2 separate regions of the Canis lupus genome follow, and region 1 is linked to region 2. The links are chromatin contacts, called in public Hi-C maps. All regions are on one chromosome and are shown on one strand. Each heading gives the region's core, a stretch centred on a gene start, on an enhancer-like site or on the middle of the called end of the contact. The rest is flanking DNA. Distances are from core to core; before and after follow the strand shown.

Evidence for each region. Hi-C and Micro-C count contacts between places; a contact is called where the count stands out from the background.
Region 1: a Hi-C map of blood shows a contact between it and region 2, with 2.0 times the contacts expected there. The contact joins the promoter of ABL1 here to the enhancer-like site in region 2. A contact is called at or near these places in 2 of 9 Hi-C or Micro-C datasets (amygdala and blood).

What each region holds. Positions count from the first base shown.
Region 1 is chr9:53,351,393-53,357,016 of UU_Cfam_GSD_1.0, reverse strand. ABL1 (tyrosine-protein kinase ABL1) reads left to right here and starts at 3,361. Exons shown (of 11, transcript XM_038549019.1): 1 at 3,361-4,263. The coding sequence starts at 4,128. It overlaps EXOSC2 (exosome complex component RRP4), which reads left to right. Exons shown (of 9, transcript XM_038549021.1): 9 at 1-49.
Region 2 is chr9:53,231,763-53,236,831 of UU_Cfam_GSD_1.0, reverse strand. ABL1 (tyrosine-protein kinase ABL1) reads left to right here. Exons shown (of 11, transcript XM_038549019.1): 4 at 3,269-3,541. Among named protein-coding and RNA genes, the nearest start is that of QRFP, 32 kb to the right of the region's middle. Within about 2 kb of position 3,706, at least 1 of the 20 cell types and tissues checked has an H3K27ac peak or open chromatin away from gene starts, as enhancers often do. A contact at or near this core is called in blood, where this site is marked.

The sequences.
Region 1 (5,624 bases), core at 2,112-4,611, 120 kb before region 2:
GACACTGCATTTGACACTTTTGAAATACAGCTGTGCTCTTCTTCATTAATGGTATGTTTCTTGTTCTTATAACATTACTCAAGAGGTGTCACTTTACAGACAACTGAATATTCCATAGGCTGTATTGCAATTTAGATCTGCCTACTGTAGTTTTGAGAACACCTGCCATGTCTTCTGATGTCTTCTGAGAACAGAGAATGGAAGCCCAAGTCCCTGATTTGGTTTCATTGACTGGGATCACTTGTAAGCTCTCTGAAAGTTCTTGCTGGGTCTGGTCTCCCAAGCTGCCAGCCTATGCTGTTCATATCCTGAATGGCAATTACCTGCACAATGGGAGAACTGTCTGAAAGCACCTCTTAGGGATGATCTTTCTGTGGCCCGCTAGAGGGCGCGCTTGTGTTAATTCCAGTGAGTGCTTCTGAAAAAACGGATAAGGGGAAGTTTTTACACTAGTTACTGAATCCCTGTGGCAACTTACGGGTTGCTTTGCTTTATAAAAGTCAGGACAAAATTAATTTTTATGGAATTTTAATGAAGAGAATACATAAAAGGATTTATTCAACATTGGGCAACATTGATTTTTGACCATCAGCATCTTAGTTTTAAGTCAAAAGTTACTGTACAGTGTTATAAAGGGAGTAAAAGCAGTGTGCATCTCTAGGAAGTACTGCAGTCTAGGTTTGGAGTTCACCTACAACCAGAAGATGGTGAGTGGAAAGTGGAGATAGGGGATGTGCCTTTAGATTATATGCAGGTCAGTGAGTGCCTCCACACTGACCCTGAAGAAGCATCTCAGGTGGTGAAAGACCAAACAAGATCTCATCTGATAGTACATATGACCCCCACTTAAAAATGAAGAAAGCTCATAGGAGCTTCACTATGAATCAGAAATAGGCTTAAGCGTTAGGTGCAAAGCAACCTTTTAGAGAATGGGTTGGACTGATGATGAAAGAATGTGGATCCAGAAATTTTATTTTCAGCATTGAAACCAGTCCTTTGGGTTACCATTTTGCTCATTGTCTCTATGTATGCTCCTCAGGACAAGGAAGAGTGTCTCGCCTGTTGTATACCAGCACCTAGAACTGCACTCGGCACATGGACTCAGTAAATGTTGAATGAAATTAGTTTGTAGAAATGCATATTAGAGTTCTGATCCAATTGCCCAATTTTAAGCTAGAGAATGGTGACGCGCAGGAAATGATTAAAGCGTGAACAGAAAGCAAAATCTCCAAGGAGAAAAATCAGGAGAGGATCACACGTGAATAAAGGGGAACAGGGGTGTCCAATGATTAAAGAATGATACTACAAGTCAGGACTAAGTCTGTCACTACTACCAGAAGCCACTATCTAAAAACTACCATTTTCCCATCCAGCTGAAATATTTCTGAAAAATTGTAACCATATAATAACTAGATCACAACACCTGTAGTGTGGCTGTGGTTTTCTAATAACAAGAGTGAGTTCTGAGAATCAGTTGTCTGACATTTGGTGAATGGTTACCCTCAACAGTACAGTGGAAAAAATTTTCATGGGCTTTGCAGCAACCTCAATCTGGGCTCAAATGGTGACTTTGTCACATACTAACTAGGCAAGGGGCCTTGAGTAAGTCCCATCTCTGAATCTTCCCTCAGCTGTGCAATGGGGGATGACATTACATGCTTCACTGGGCTACAGCGAGGATTAAATTAGACAAGCCTAACAGTCAGTGTAGAGTAGGCGCTGGGATGAGTGGATCTCCTTAGAAATGGGTATATCCCAGGCAGGTCACAGGGTGACCACAGAGGGGCTGGGCTGCTTTTCAGTGGCAGGAGATGGGTCCCGCCAAGCGTGGGTCTGGGGTGACTGGCTCATTGGCTAGCTCTGTAGGCCTGGCCACCCAGCAATTGGCATCTTCTCGGCTAACAGGGTGTTTTCATGAGAATACATTTATGTCTGTGAAATGAGGTCGTTTCATCCTCCAGGCTCTTTCCAGCTCAGACCTGGTTGCGCCTGGCTTAGAGTCTGAGAGGTGCCTCATACATGCGGTTTCTTTAACGGCTGAGCCTCCGGAAAACCCAAAGAAACCATGAATTCGTTAGCAATATGTTGGGTGTTTTCCAGCCATTTGTGTTTTCGCTAGTGATAATATTTATGCTTCCTGGGGAAAAGGTGAGAATTTGGGGAGAGAGGGCAAGGCACCAAAGACCTTGGTTTCCAGGAACCGGCCAAAGGTTCTTCCCTGAGAAGAGGCGGCTTAAGGAAGTACTCCAACTCCGGTTCTAAAACAATCCAATCCGCAGTTTTCCCCTTGCTTTGGCTGCTCGCCGGCCTTACTCCCCGCGCAGGACAGACATTGGCCAGCCCTACGCGAGGCCGGCGAGAGTCCACCGGCTCCCAGGAGGGCGGGCCCGAAGCTCAGGAGCCGGGAGCAGAGGGCAAGAAGTCGCGGGGGCGCCGAGGCAGGGGCGGGCGCCGCGGGACTACAGCTCCCGGCAAGCGCTGCGGCCTGCGCCGGATGCGGTTGGCTGGGAGCTCTAGCCTCGCCGCCCTCACCAGCCAATGGGACGCAGGAGAGAGACCTGACCCGGATTCTCAGGGACCAATGGCCGTGCAGGGGAGGCGGGGGCTTCCTCACCACTCACCTTGCGCTCGGAAAAACCACCTTTAAAAGGTCGTGCTGGGCCAAGTTCTGGCGGGCAGGGAGACCCGAGGCGAAGGGCACGGCAGCGTCCCCGAGAGCGGCGCCGGGAGAGCCCGGGTCCCCGCGAGGCGCGCGCCGGACGTCGCCGGGGGCGGGGTCGGGGGCGGGGCCTGGCCTCGTTGTGGAGCGGCTCCTAATCCATCATGGCGGCCGCGGGGGTCGGTGTCGGTCCCTGAGCAGCGCTGGAGCCGGAGCCGGTTCCCGGGTCCTGCGGCTGAAGAGCCCCTCCGCTGTCCACGGCCCCCACCTGCGGGGGGAGGCTGGGTCCCGCGGCGGAGTTCCGGGGATGTGACTGCCTGGCGGCGGCGGCGGCGGCGGCGGCGGCGGCGTCTGTGCCAACGTCCGGAGCCGGGGGAGGGGGTGTCTCGGGCAGAGACCCCCGGGCTCGGGGCAGCTGAGGCGGCCGGGCCTCCTCCCCCTCCGCCCGCCTCCCGCCTTCCGGGCCGCCACGGCCCTTCCTCCCGTACAGCCCTGCCCCGGCTCCGGGACACTGGGGGTGGTCTCTGAGTTCCTGAGGCGCGGAGGAGCGACGCCCCGAGTAAGCCGCCCGCGCCCCGCCCCCGCCCCGCAGCCTGCCCCGTACCCCGCGCCGCCCCTGCTCCCGCGCCCGGCGCCCGGCTCCCGGCTCGGCCGCGGAGCCCCCCGTGCACACCCCCGCGCTGTCAGGTGGCCTCCCCTTCCCCCCCGGTTGCTCCCGGGAGCCTCCAATGCCCTGACTCCCTCCAATGTCACCTACGGTCCCCTTGGCCTCCGCCCCGACAGAAACTTTAATGCAAAGGAAAAGCCTGGACTGGTTTCACAGGCCTTTTAAAAAGCGGACTTGAAAAGTTGCTGGCAACGCATTCCTTGTCGCCGGAGTCGAGGGCAAGCTCTCGCTGAAGCCCGGGTGACCCGGGTCCTTTTCCGGAGCGCAGGGTAGGGAAGCAGGAGCGGCAGCTGGTTGGGCAGGAAACTTGCTGGGAAACGAAGAAACTGAGATAGGGGGTGACTTCCACAGGAGAAGTTCTGGAGAAGCATCCAGAGACCATCAACATTCCCTTTATGTGTGGGAATCGAAATGACTTTAGTGTTACTGACCCTTCTACGAGCATCCCTGTGAATGTTTGTTTTTCTTCTTGAAAAGACAGAAACTTACTCAGCCAGTAAAAGACACTTAAACTCAAGGAACTTTTGGGTAGCACTGCAAGTCAGGTTACTTCAGACTGATAAACTGCAGAAGTGATTGGAACTCCTGTTTACATATGTCCATCTAAAAAACTGCTTCCTTTGGTTACCGAAGATGTCCTTTTTTTTCTTTTTTTTTTTTTTTGTGATTGACCTCAATTACTGACTCGTGGAGATCGGGTGAATGTGAAATCCCACATATATACTGTTTTCCTTCCAAGCCCACTGACCATTCTGGAAGATCTCGAACCCTCTTCTGGAAAGGGGTGCCTATCATTACTTTATGGGGCAGCAGCCTGGCAAAGTTCTTGGGGACCAAAGAAGGCCAAGTTTGCCCGCCCTGCACTTTATCAAAGGAGCAGGGAAGAAGGAGTCATCGAGGCATGGGGGTCCACACTGCAATGTTTTTGTGGAACACGGTGAGTGCTCTCCAAGCTTTCTGGTCGTGTTTTTCCGTATGTGTTCAGCCTAGGAGGACCTAAGGGTTCTGTGAACGACAGTACTTGCGTCCAGCTGTACTTAAAAAACTTCTCTGATTACAGTTTTCTCTTAGTTTGCGGTGGAACTTTGTATAAGAAGAGGTTACTTGGAGACTCTGGATGGCTTTATTCAAAAATCTCTTTGAGTTGTTTCTTTCTTGCCTAATTCCCCTTCTAACTCACTGTTGACCTTAGATAAGCCATTTTACTCTTCCAGTTTCCTGAGGAGATTGGACTTAAGTGGTTTCTCAGGTTCAGAGTCCATGATCCTGCTCTAAACCCCAGGCATGGGCTCTGCCGGAGGTACCTGGATCCTTTACTGCTTTATCCACGCAGAGCTTTTATCCTATCCCCAGAGTGGCTCGTGCTCCCCAGGAGGTTAAGAACCACAGATCCTAGTTGACACTATTATCCTTGACCTTTTCAGTCATAAGTAGGACTTGATAATACGCCCTTTGGAGCTACGTGGGAGAAGTTGAGTGGGGAAGCAGCATCCCTTGTGAATTGACAATACCCACCTTCTGGTTATTTTACCTTACACAGGAGTAATCGTTTCCCCAGGAATGGAGCCTTAGCCTCCCCTCTCCCTGCTTCGGATGACATTTGGGGCAAGAAAGGTTGTCTTTGATATTTTTATGAACATGGTTGGCATTTGATTGCAGACAGTATGTGTTAAGCTGTACACTCCCCATAATTCTATGTGAGCTTTTAAAGCTAAGGGCCAGGGGATCCCTGGGTGGCTCAGCGGTTTGGCGCCTGCCTTTGGCCCAGGGCGGGATCCTGGAGTCCCGGGATCGAGTCCCGGGATCGAGTCCCAGGATCGAGTCCCAGGATCGAGTCCCGCGTCGGGCTCCCGGCATGGAGCCTGCTTCTCAGACCTCCTCCTGTGTCTCTGCCTCTCTCTCTCTCTCTCTCTCTCTCTATGTCTATCATAAATAAATAAATAAATCTTTAAATAAAATAAAATAAAGCTAAGGGCCAGCCCTCAGCCAATTAATTAGGGTCCTGTTTGTACTGTTGTAGCCTGACATTTTTTCAGACTGTGTACTTTATATTGAAATATTGATCCCACCCACTCGATAAGCAAATGAAGGATGAGTGCAGGTGGCACTCAATCTCAAATGCTTAATGCTAATAATGGATGACCACAATAAACAAAGGTCTCTGTTGCATAAACTTGCATTTGGCTGTTGAGGTTTGTTGTTGTTTTTTTTTTTTTTTTTTTTTTTAATTTTTATTTATGATAGTCACCAAGAGAGAGGGAGAGAGGCAGAGACACAGGCAGAGGGAGAAGCAGGCTC
Region 2 (5,069 bases), core at 2,457-4,956:
ATAAGTCTGGCTGTCGGGGAAAGCTGTTTCTGGTGAGTTTCTCTGACAAATCCTATCTTCCAGGTTCCTGCATGATCAGGAGGAGGCCCGGTCCTGGCTGATCACCCAGAGTATTTATGTAACCAGGTGCATAGCATAATGACATGCCATTCATAATGCTAATTTCACTTTCTTCTCCGAGCATGCCAGGAATTCCTGATATAGATGACCCAGTTCACTAGCACAGTGCTCAAAACCCAGAACTAATCAGAAGGAAGCCAGCAAGCAAACTTAACTATTAGAAGGTGGCTGTGCAGTGCATTGAGAAGGGAGAGTAGTTTTAATATTTAATAAGTGTTGGTATGCAGATTTTATTTTGAAAGATGAACTAAGTCACAGGGCCTGTAAATTTAATTATTGAAAAGGATATAAAGTAGGCCCATTCAGTGAAACCTGCTACAACTCTGAAATCTCTAACAGGAGCACCTCTGAGGGAATCAGAGGAGACCAGGAACAAATTCTGCATAACTAGGGCTTGGAGGAGCCATTAGCATTCTGTGCGAAGGAAGGAACTTAATCCTTGGGTTGGGGAACACTCCTTTCAAGCTGACAGGGAGAGGTAGGTAATGAGCCTTGCTCCCTGGTGACCAACCTCAGGAGTCCAGCAAATGAAATGGACGCACCATGCCAGCGATGTCCGAGGTGGGAGGGGTGCTGTGATGCCAGGGAGCGAGCCAGGGAGGCTCTACCCTCCACGGAAGTGAAAACATCAGCAGCTGAGCTGCCCCAAAAGAAGATGGCTTAGAACACTTGCCACATGAAGTGAAGTAAATGGACAAATGACAGGCTTTTCTAGAGAGAGGCAGGATTAGCCGCTGTCCCCACATGCCTCTCTGTCTTCTCTCTGAACTGTACTTGTGTCAGCAGTGCCCACTCACAAGAGGGCCGTGGACGTCAGGCCAGGCGCAGGCTCAGCGGTGCTGATTCTTCCGCACCTCCCCTCAGCACCTTTGTGCACTCACTCTGGGCCCTGAGTGTGACTTGTCACGTGTCCCTAGAGACTGAGGTTGTCTGAGGTGTAAGGGCTTCCTGGTGGGTCCTCTCCTCACCTTGAACGGTCCTGCCATTGAGGGCTGCCATCTTACAGAGGGACAAGTTCCCAGAGCTATGGGGTCTTTCTGGACAAATTCTTGGGTTGCTCAGAATTGTATTTTAGTAGGATTGCAACCAGAAGATTGTATATTACAAACCTCTAAGTCAGAGTCTGTCATTGACTTGTCTGAGATTTATTTATTTATTTTTAAAAGATTTTATTTATTCATGAGAAAGACACACAGAGAGAGGAGGCAGAGACATAGGCAAAGGAAGAAGCAGGCCCCTCGCAGGGAGCCCAATGTGGAACTCGATCCTCAAACCCGGAGATCATGCCCTCAGCTGAAGGCAGACGCTCAACTGCTGAGCCACCCAGGCTTCCCTGCCTGAGTTTTTTTTTTTCCCCTTGCCTGAGTTTTAAACATCTGTTTGTTATCTCCCCGAGCAAAAAATTAAAAAATAGAGCATTCTCTTTATCTTCTTGAGGGTTATAAATGGGATAAACTCATGTATTTGTTAATATTTTTTCTTTTATTTCAATTATCTAATATTACAAACATACCAGAAGTGATGGAGCCTTCCATAACCAACACTGCCATGAGTTTCAGGTTTTTCTTCCTTTTTCTGTTTTTAAGTAATAGAGATACTACAGCTACAGCTGACTCAGCCTATTCCTTTTTCTCCCTCTTTCCCCATGGGTTACCGCTGTTCCAAACACGTATTCTTCCTCTGTGTCTATAGTCAGGACAAGTCGTGATTTTTAATGTCCTTCCCACCTTCTGCAATCACTGACTGCCCATCATGAGCTGGTAGGTTCAGTTACCTGCTGTCTGCCTGGAGCCCAGATGTCCTGTGTAGATTTTAACATGGAATTGTTTTTTTGCAAAGGAAGCATTCCCCCACCACCGTACTGAAATGAACCAAAGAAGAAGAAAACTAGCCGTCCCCATCCACACCTGCTTCTGTCAGCCTGCTCCTTTCCTTTTTCCTTTCCCAGTGCATCCGACCAGAATGACCCATGGACAGACTCCACGTGTAGGTTCGTGCCCACCGTAGATCTCAGAGGCTCACATGTGCTTGTGTCTGCAAGCCCCTCTGCTTGCTTCCCCGCAGCAGAGGTGGCTACGTGGCCTTTGTGCAGGCCTCCAGTACCACTCTCCTGCCCCACTCCATTTCTGGAGGGTGCTGACTGGGGCATCCCACAGGGGCGTCCAGCTGGGGTCGGCATGTCTGGACCTCTGATGCTACTTAGCCCCAGTTGAGGGTGTAAGAATAAGAATGAGAAGGAGATTTATGTTTTATTTTTTTTTTTTTAAGATTTTTATTTATTTATTTATTCATGATAGTCACACAGAGAGAGAGAGAGGCAGAGACACAGGCAGAGGGAGAAGCAGGCTCCATGCACCGGGAGCCCGACGTGGGATTCGATCCCGGGTCTCCAGGATCGCGCCCTGGGCCAAAGGCAGGCGCCAAACCGCTGCGCCACCCAGGGATCCCGAGATTTATGTTTTATTTAGTGGTTTCCGTTTCTGATTACTGCATAGTTCTGGATAGTTCTACAGTTATAAATTAGAGATTTTAAGTAATAAGCATAATTATTAAAAATTTAATTTCTTTTCCAGTCAGCAAATACATAGTGAATTCTAGTCTTCATTAATTTAATCAACAAATTTATTTATTATGTGCTCATTTCTTGTTCTCCACATTGGGGACACAGGATAAAAACAGCTTAGGGCTCTACTCTCATGAAGCTGACATTCTAGGAGGTCATTGGCAGGAAGTAAGTAAGCAAATAAGCAGGTGAATACAATGCAGAGAAGTAATAGATGTGATATGATAACGAGTGCTGGGCGATGACCAGTCAGGTGACTGCAGCAATAATGATATTTATGCCGGGCTTGGGATCAGAGGAGAACCAGGCATGTAATGCTTAGGTGGCTGGAAGATTTCAGGCTGAGGGAACAGCAGATGCAAAGGCACTGAGGCATTTTGTTGGTTCTTTCTGCTTTCACAAGTGCATTACAGCCGGTGTAGAGAAACACAGTATAGGTGGTTTTCTGCACGCTCCATCCTGTGTGGAAAGCTATTTATCTGAGGTTTTGCTGTGCCATGACTTAGGCTTAGCAGAGCTGGTTCATTGGAGTTGTTTGGGTTTGTGTGCACTCTGGGAGCTGAAAGTTGTCCCTGTTTCCCTCAGCTCTACGTCTCCTCAGAGAGCCGCTTCAACACCTTGGCGGAGTTGGTTCATCATCACTCGACTGTGGCAGACGGGCTCATCACCACTCTCCATTACCCAGCTCCCAAGCGCAACAAGCCCACTGTCTACGGCGTGTCCCCCAACTACGACAAGTGGGAGATGGAGCGCACGGACATCACCATGAAGCACAAGCTGGGTGGAGGCCAGTACGGGGAGGTGTACGAGGGTGTATGGAAGAAATACAGCCTGACAGTAGCTGTGAAGACCTTGAAGGTAAGCTTGGGACTGCTGCTGCCGCTCGCGGTACCATGGCTAAATACGGTTTCTCATGGTTTGTCGCGGCGGGTGCTGGAGTGTGGTGGTGCTGCTCTCCGGGTGGCCTGCTCCTGTGCTCAGGTCCTAGGGGTAACTGGTGCCCGGGAAGTGCCTCTTTGGGCCCCTGTGGTCCTTTTCTTCGAATGGGGGCAGTCCCTCTCCCAGACTCAGTGTGATACAGTGAGAACTGAGAAGTGCTGTGGTTTTTTGGTGTAAAAAAGATGAGTCATTTGGAGAAGTGTTTTCATCATATGGCAAGATTCTTTTAAAGCTGTGAGTTTTTGTTCTGTTTGGCATTTAGATCATTTCCTATTGACAGTTAAGAGAAAGAGGAGGAAGAAACTAAGATTTGAAAGAAGGGAGATTTAACCAAAATGCATTTGACTCTTCTGTGGATTTTTGTTGGCAGATTTGAAAGGCAAGTGCATTGGGTGTTCCTAGCAGGTTCCAGTTTTGTGTAGTGGGAGTGTAGATTTCTGGAAATGGAGGTGTGGAAAATCATGAGGGATGCCTTCTTACTAACTCAGGCAGTGTCCAGTCATTCTTTTTTTTTTTTTTTAAGATTTTATTTATTTATTCATGAGAGACACACAGAAAGAAAGAGAGAGAGAGAGAGAGAGGCAGAGACACAGGCAGAGGGAGAAGCAGGCTTCATGCAGGGAGCCCGATGTGGGGCTTGATCCCTTGATCCCTGGGCTGAAGGCAGGGCTAAACTGCTGAGCCAAACCAGGCTGCCCCATCCAAGTTGTTCTTATTAACTAGGACCTTCACCCTCTCCACCCAGGTGTGGGGCTTGTAGTTTTTAGGTGTGTTTGAAGTCCTTTGAAATCTTTAGGTGGCCAACCAAGGGTTTCACTTGCAACCCTCTGCCTTCTGAATGTGATTTGAGCTTTTACCTGTGGTCAGAGCATCCCCTAGTGTTGACCTGCACTATTTTCACTTGCTTTATTTTTTATTTTTTTAAAGATTTATTTATTCATTCAGAGAGAACGAGAGAGAGGCAGAGACACAGGCAGAGGGAGAAGCAGGCCCCATGCAGGAAGCCCGATGCGGGACTCGATTCCGGGTCTCCAGGATCACACCCCAGGCTGCAGGTGGCACTAAACCACTGCGCCACCAGGGCTGCCCTATTTTCACTTGCTTTAAACGAACCAATTGTACTACTTGTGCACAGAGATTAAGAGGGACCCTGTAGTCACTGGACTAGAAGAATGGAAACATCCACAGCTAGAAGGGACCCAGGTGCATGCACAGACTTCTCTGAAGTCTGTGGGACACACACTTGGAGACTGCTGAAGTCAGATCACTTGCCTATTAGGGACTCTCTTATTTCCCTGCTGCCTTTACTCAGAGGCACAGTAAAGTGGGAATTATGGTTTCTGGCTGATATAAAGTGACAGCTTCAGAGAAAGGATCACATTTCGTTCTAGAAACCAAGGGTGGCTTCCTGGCACTCCTATCGATTGTGCCCCCTTAGACCAGTCCT